Regions from separate parts of the Triticum aestivum genome. Here region 2 is linked to region 1. The links are chromatin contacts, called in public Hi-C maps. All regions are on one chromosome and are shown on one strand. The core of a region is the stretch at or near the end of the contact, and the rest is flanking DNA. Distances in the headings are between cores, read along the strand shown.

Evidence for each region. Hi-C and Micro-C count contacts between places; a contact is called where the count stands out from the background.
Region 2: a contact with region 1 is called in a Hi-C map of leaf, with 2.8 times the contacts expected there. The contact joins the promoter of LOC123137887 here to the enhancer-like site in region 1. A contact is called at or near these places in 2 of 5 Hi-C or Micro-C datasets (leaf and root).

What each region holds. Positions count from the first base shown.
Region 1 is chr6B:540,365,084-540,368,875 of IWGSC CS RefSeq v2.1, reverse strand. No RefSeq gene overlaps it. Among protein-coding and RNA genes, the nearest start is that of LOC123137886, 40 kb to the right of the region's middle. Within about 2 kb of position 1,640, at least 1 of the 8 cell types and tissues checked has an H3K27ac peak or open chromatin away from gene starts, as enhancers often do. A contact at or near this core is called in leaf, where this site is marked.
Region 2 is chr6B:540,462,568-540,466,359 of IWGSC CS RefSeq v2.1, reverse strand. LOC123137887 (cyclin-dependent kinase F-4) reads right to left here and starts at 1,615. Exons shown (of 15, transcript XM_044557747.1): 1 at 1,224-1,615; 2 at 1-75.

The DNA of each region.
Region 1 (3,792 bases), core at 391-2,890:
CAAACCCTACCCAAACGGACCGAAACCGGACAAAACGGACGTCCGTTTGGGGTCGCGCGGTGGAATTGGCCTTACGGCGTGGATCTATCCATAAACTCTAGTACTATTACTGTTGAATCACGTGCTGCTAGATCGATCCGGTTACAGCCGCAGGGTCTCGAGGGCAATTGGTCACGCATCGTGTGCACATGCATGGCCTGTGCCATCCTCCACTGCTTGTTCGCTGCTGCAGCAGAGAGTAGTAAACTGCTAGTGGTGAGTGCTTAACCAGGCACGTGCGGGGCACAAATCTTCCCATGTGCACACGCCAAATTGATTAGGATAACTTCAATGCGGATCACTAAATCCCCCGCAAACGATCCGACCAACGTTCCAAACACTTCTGGACGCGGGTCATCAAATTACCTGGACCGGTGCAAATCTCCACGAATTGGCATCAAACCAAGACGAGGTTTGTGGACATTTGGACGTTCGCCGCACAGGACCTGACAAAACAGACACGCACAAAAATCTCACCTGGAGCCGTGTTTGAATTGTAATATTTCCATTCAAATTATTGTTGCATTGAAGTATTTATACTTTAATTATGAAGAATTGTGATGTTTATCTTTAATTATTTTAAGTGCTTCAGGCATAGGAAAAAAAGGAGCGGACGAACATCTGGTGATTACAGTTGGATGGCGGACATCCCGCCCATTTTTCACGGACACGTTTAGACATATGTACAAGCATTTCGAGCCGTTCATTTGGTGATCCACATTAGAGTTGTCCTTATGCGCCGGGTTATATCCGCAGGGGCGCACGTTGGTCCTTTTTCCAAGAAACAAAATGAAAACCATTGCCTCGCATCCTTGCTGCTCGCCGTCTGCATTTCGTCAGTGCAAGCTTTGCTACAATTGGGGCATTGGAGCTTGGAGGGTCCGTCACGCAGTGTTCGCAAGGAAAGGCGATCCCTTCGCTTAGACTGCTTCCAATGCATTGATGCTTACATGAGGTGCTAAGCATATTAAATACTTTAGCAATTAAAGACCACAATGCATAGCTGCTTAACTTGTACATGGCTCATTCCCGCAACCTGCGTCGTGGCGAGGCGGGCGGCGGAGGAGTAACACGCGTGGATGTCCCTCTTGTTCTCATCCTCATACATGTGGAGAAAGAGCCTCCCTTATAAAGAGGTCCAATTCCCTCTAAACTAGCAATGCGGGACTAAACTTTAATTCCACCTCTTGTCTTGCACGAATGGACTGCGTGGGCCTTTAGGATTTATTAGAAATTTTTGAAACTGCTATTGGGCTAGATCCAAGATAGACCAAATTCCAGCATATAGTAATAGTTGTACTAGCTTGTACTCCCTCTGTCTCAAAATATAAAAACGTTTTAACACTATACTAGTGTCAAAAACTTTATATTATGGGACGGAGGTAGTAGTAATTCACGATCGACTGGAGAGGAACCGAGGAGTACACGGGAGGCTCCGGGACACGAACGCAGCGCCGGCGGCACCTGCAGATTCTGGTTGTGCTGACCTCGCCCGATCGTCCGTCTCCATCCACAGCCGGAATGGGATGGAGACAGTACTGTCGTATCTGCCCGCGCTTCGTTTTCCCCGCCGCGCCGCTAGCTGCTCACCACGCGGCGTACGCGAGCGACTTGACTGAGACGACCCGCTGAGATCGGTCTATTGTCTGATGACAATTGCCACTGTCGGCTGGGCGCTGCTATTTTTCTTTTAACATGAAAAATCTTTTATTCAATTATAGAAGCACCCATCAGTGAGGAGTGTGACCTGGAAAGAACATCTCTACCAAGGCAAAGACATTTGTCTGAAGGAAGACACCTAACAGCTAAGGTCTATTCTGAATTTTGAGAGCCGATGGCCGCTGCAATGCAATGAGTAGCAAACAGCAAACGCAAGAGCATCTACACGGGCTCCAGGCACCCAGCAAGCCGGCACTTATTTTTCTTTCGAAATTTTTTGGTATCGCCTTTACTATTTTAGTCAGTTTTATTATAATTCGAAATTTTTTCACTAATTCGAAATAATATTCTAGAATTCAAAAATAGTAATGAATTTAAAATTTATTCTTGAATTCATTTTTTTTCCAAATTTAAAACTCTTTACGACTTCAAAATATGATCATGAATTCAAAAAAATCCGTGAATTCAAAAACAATTTTCATCAATTTTAATATTTTACCTGAATTTTAAAATATTGGAAATTTTTAAATATTCACAAATTCAGAAATGCCCAGGGCTTCCAAGAAATGGTCAGGAATCAAAAAATGTTCACGAATTTAGAACTTATTCATGAATTTAAAAAGAAATGCGTATTTCTATAAGTATTCACTAATTCCCAAAAAATTCATGAATTCAAAAAATGTTCTAGAGTTCAGTTTTTCTAAATAAAAAAATGAAAACCAATTAAAAAATATTCATGAATTTAAAAAATACTGGTGAATTGAAAAATATTCACGTAGTCAAGAAAAAATCACCAATTTTTAAAATGTTAATTGATTCAAAAAACTATATTAATGAATTAATAAATTTATAAATTCAAAAGACCGTGAATTCAAAAAATTCATGCATTGAAACATGTTCATGAATTTTAAAATATCCATGGATTTTAAAAAACGTTCATAAACTGGAAAAAGTTAAAAAAAATGAAAAAAAGTTAAAAAAACATTTAATTTTTTTAAATGTTCCTGAATTTTAAAAATTAAAAAAAAATAAAAAATAGAGAAAGGAAAAAGTGGAAGCAAAAAAGAAAAAGAAAAGAAACAAACAAAAGTACCCCCTCCATCCATATATATAGCACTTAATAAGTTTTTCGAGGTAGCCTTTGACCAATAATAAAATTATTAGTATATAAGATGTATGACATAAAAAATATATCACTAGAATCTTCTTTCACATACAAATTCAATGGTATGCTTTTGTGTAACATGCATGTCATGTATTATTGTGCTAACTCGTGGTCAAAGGTAACCTTGAAAAATGTATTAGGCCCTATATATGGATGGAGGGAGTAACAAAAATGGAAAAGACCAGAGTTAACCTCGTGAAGAAAACCAAAAGAATTCCCCCCGTAGCGTGAGCTACTTGGCCGGCCCACTTCCAGCGCCCCGTGGGTGAGACAAGCAACGAGATATGGTTGAACAAGATGGGATTTGCCCATCCTATTTGGAGAGATATTCTCTGGGCCCTCTCGAGTGATCCGATTCGGAAAGCATGGCCATGCGACTTGGGTTATGTGTTAACCCAGTTCGGGAATATGTATCACGGGTTCGAGAAGAGAGGTCGAGCTACCACAATGGTGACAAGTACTCGCTTTGAGCTTCACAACATATATCATGAGGCAAAAGGAATGTTGCATATGACAGATTATCGAGGTTCATCAAACGACTTTACACGCACATGGGAGTTGGCACGTTCTGCTAGGAGCCGCTACCAACTATCGACTCTGGTCGTGTCCATGTGTATGTGAACCTATAGAGTCACGCACTTAAGAGGGTGCAACTCATTCGGATTGGATCTGAGTGGAAAATGGATATAGACTCCTTGTGGGCTCAAGTGTTGAACCCACCTCGGAGGCCTATATAAAGGGGGGTGGGCGCAACACTTAGGGTTGATCTTTTCCACCCTGGACAGCAGCCTTCACAACTCCCCACGCCCATGTCATGTGATCGGAATTAGTAGTCCGCCGCCCGATGTTGCTCCCCGTATGTGTGGATACCTGGGAGGCATCGCATACGCGGTGCTTGGATGAACCGTTTGAGGAAACCGCGAGGTGCC
Region 2 (3,792 bases), core at 366-2,865, 98 kb before region 1:
TGATATGCCCCGAAGACCACTTTTCCCATGTCTTTGATGAACACTTTAAACTCCGAAGATCACTGCTGGTGCAATCTGATACAATGTATTTGAATCAGAATGATGTGGTCGATTATAACACTTTTTGCGCTCGATGACATGGTATAGTGTATGCCAAAGGAATAAGAATCACCCTCAAAAAAAAGGAACAAGAATCATTTACATGAAGCATGAACATCAATACGGCATAGAACCATTTGGATTATATATAACGCAGTCGACTGACGATCTCTATCAGAAAACAACACAAACTTAGCAACATTTCCAAATCTAGTTTAAAGCATCCATTTTAATATACTAAGATATATGGGGGTATGTACACAGCAAAAATTTGAATTGAATCATTTTAAGTGGGTAGTAATTTACGGCCCACGTGTTGCTAGAACCAACACTAACGCACAAAATGAAACATAGTTCTCAGGGAAATATCAGAATCAGGTATAGCACTCTTTTACCTAAATCACATAATACTAGGCATACATTAATATCAGGGTAGAAGTCTATAATATTGGTGGAGCTGGACATTGCAAACCATATCGATATCAATGATGCTATTCATCAATCGCAATAACGAGCCGGCATCTCAATTGGCATGGTGATCAAGCTATACCACTGCTTGAAACATGGAAGTTGGAAAACAATGTTGCTATCTCATTACTGGCTCAAACGGTTTTATCGTAGCAAAATCCATACATATAGAAACATCTCCGAATTCAAAATATCGCCTCGGGTTGGAACCAATGGGAAGACGCCTGCATTGCTACCTTATTTTTCTGAGCTTCTCTCTCAAACTTCTGTATTGCCACCTCAATCACAATTTACATTGCAGGCACAAAAACACATAGATTTTTCTCATCTATAGGAAGAAAAAAGGCGCCTTTTAACGAGAAAAAAGGAACCTTTCCGCGCAAACAGAAAAATCTAAATCAGACAACAAAAGGAAGGACGAAAAATCCAAACAAAAAAGCACCCCAGTATAATCCTGAAAACAAGCTACCGCGGCACCGCGAGGCACAAACCTATACATGGATTCGCATTGGAGCGAATGCCCGGTGGCCGCTCAGATCCGGCGCCTGGGACACAGATCCGGGGCAAATCGCCTGGAGCAAGCAAAGCGGGGAGGGAGGGAGACGGAGCGCGACGCGAGAAAGGCGGGGGGCAATGGAGCGGAATCGATGCCATACCTTACCAGGCGGGCAAAGGAGCATAGGGTGGTGGTGGTGGTGGTGGCTCCCCACGTGCCGCTGCAGCGGCAGCGTGTCGGCGCGGCCCACCTCAGCCCAGCCCCGCGCGGCGCGGCGCAAAGGAGGAGGCCGGTGGGGCGGCGCAGCGCCGGTGATTGTGTCGCCGTGGCGGCGGCGGGCGGCGGCGGGGAATGTTGCGAGGGAGGAAAGAAGGGAGAGATAATGAGCCGCGGCCTGCCTCCCACCGCACCCTCCCCTGGCTTTCTACCCGCGACGCGCCCCGTTACTTTTTATAACCGTGACCCACAGCATCCGTCCCCGGCGCCACACCGCGTCGCCCCTCGCGCTCCGCCGGCCTCCCCTCCCTAACCTTTTTTTAACCTCTCTCCTCGGCTGACGAAGACCCTTTTCGTTCGGGTTTGCCCCAGCGGAGGGGAAGCAAAGTATTCCTGTCTCTCTTTTCACCCGCCCCCGAACCAACAACCTATCGATTGATTGCCATGGACGCTTTGGGGTGAGGTGGGGTGAAATGATGGGGAGATCGTAACCGTGTGGACTTGTCTCGCCACGGCCCGCCCGACGTTGATCGGCGGTGGTTACCGGATGCAGCGGGATGGCGACGGACGGACGCGATGCTCCTCCGCATGTCAGTCAGTGCCAACAACAACAACAACAACAAAGCCTTTAGTCCCAAACAAGTTGGGGTAGGCTAGAGGTGAAACTCATAAGATCTCGCAACCAACTTATGGCTTTGGCACATGGATAGCAAGCTTCCACGCACCCCTGCCATAGCTAGCTCTTTGTCGATACTTCAATCCTTCAGGTCTCTCTTAACGGACTCCTCCCATATCAAAATCGGTCGACCCCGCCCTCTCTTGACATTCTCCGCACGCTTTAGCCGTCCGCTATGCACTGAAGCTTCTGGAGGCCTGCGCTGAATATACCCAAACCATCTCAAACGATGTTGGACAAGCTTCTCCTCAATTGGTGCTACCCCAACTCTATCTCGTATATCATCATTCCGGACTCGATCCTTTCTCGTGTGGCCACACATCCATCTCAACATACGCATCTCCGCCACACCTAACTGTTGAACATGTCGCCTTTTAGTCGGCCAACACTCCGTGCCATACAACATTGCGGGTCGAACCGCCGTCCTGTAGAACTTGCCTTTTAGCTTTTGTGGCACTCTCTTGTCACAGAGAATGCCAGAAGCTTGGCGCCACTTCATCCATCCGGCTTTGATTCGATGGTTCACATCTTCATCAATACCCCCATCCTTCTGCAATATTGACCCTAAATACCGAAAGGTGTCCTTCCGAGGTACCACCTGGCCATCAAGGCTAACCTCCTCCTCCTCACAGCTAGTAGTACTGAAACCGCACATCATGTACTCGGTTTTAGTTCTACTAAGCCTAAACCCTTTCGATTCCAAGGTTTGTCTCCATAACTCTAACTTTCTATTTACCCCCGTCCGACTATCGTCAACTAGCACCACATCATCCGCAAAGAGCATACACCATGGGATATCTCCTTGTATACCCCTTGTGACCTCATCTATCACCAATGCAAAAAGATAAGGGCTCAAAGCTGACCCCTGATGCAGTCCTATCTTAATCGGGAAGTCATCGGTGTCGACATCACTTGTTCGAACACTTGTCACAACATTATTGTACATGTCCTTGATGAGGGTAATGTACTTTGCTGGGACTTTGTGTTTCTCCAAGGCCCACCACATGACATTTTGCGGTATCTTATCATAGGCCTTCTCCAAGTCAATGAACACCATATGCAAGTCCTTCTTATGCTCCCTATATCTCTCCATAAGTTGTCGTACCAAGAAATTGGCTTCCATGGTCGACCTCCCAGGCATGAAACCAAACTGATTTTTGGTCACGCTTGTCATTCTTCTTAAGCGATGCTCAATGACTCTCTCCCATAGCTTCATTGTATGGCTCATCGGCTTAATTCCACGGTAATTAGTACAACTCTGAACATCCCCCTTGTTCTTGAAGATTGGTATTAATATACTCCGTCTCCATTCTTTTGACATCTTGTTTGCCCGAAAAATGAGGTTGAGAAGCTTGGTTAGCCATACTATCGCTATGTCCCCGAGACCTTTCCACACCTCAATGAGGATACAATTAGGGCCCATCGCCTTGCCTCCTTTCATTCTTTTTAAAGCCTCCTTCACCTCAGACTCCTGGATGCGCCGCACAAAATGCATGCTGGTCTCATCAAAGGAGTCATTCAATTCAATGGTAGAACTCTCATTCTCCCCATTGAACAGCTTGTCGAAGTACTTCCACCATTTATACTTAATCTCTTCGTCCTTCACCAAGAGTTGGCCTGCTCCGTCCTTGATGCATTTGACTTGGCCAATATCCCTCGTCTTCCTCTCCCGGATCTTAGCCATCTTATAGATGTCCCTTTTTCACCTTCCTTCGTGCCTAACCGTTGGTAGAGGTCCTCATATGCCCGACCCCTTGCTTCACCAACAGCTCGCTTTGCGGCCTTCTTCGCCATCTTGTACTTCTCTATGTTGTCTGCACTCCTATCCAGGTATAGG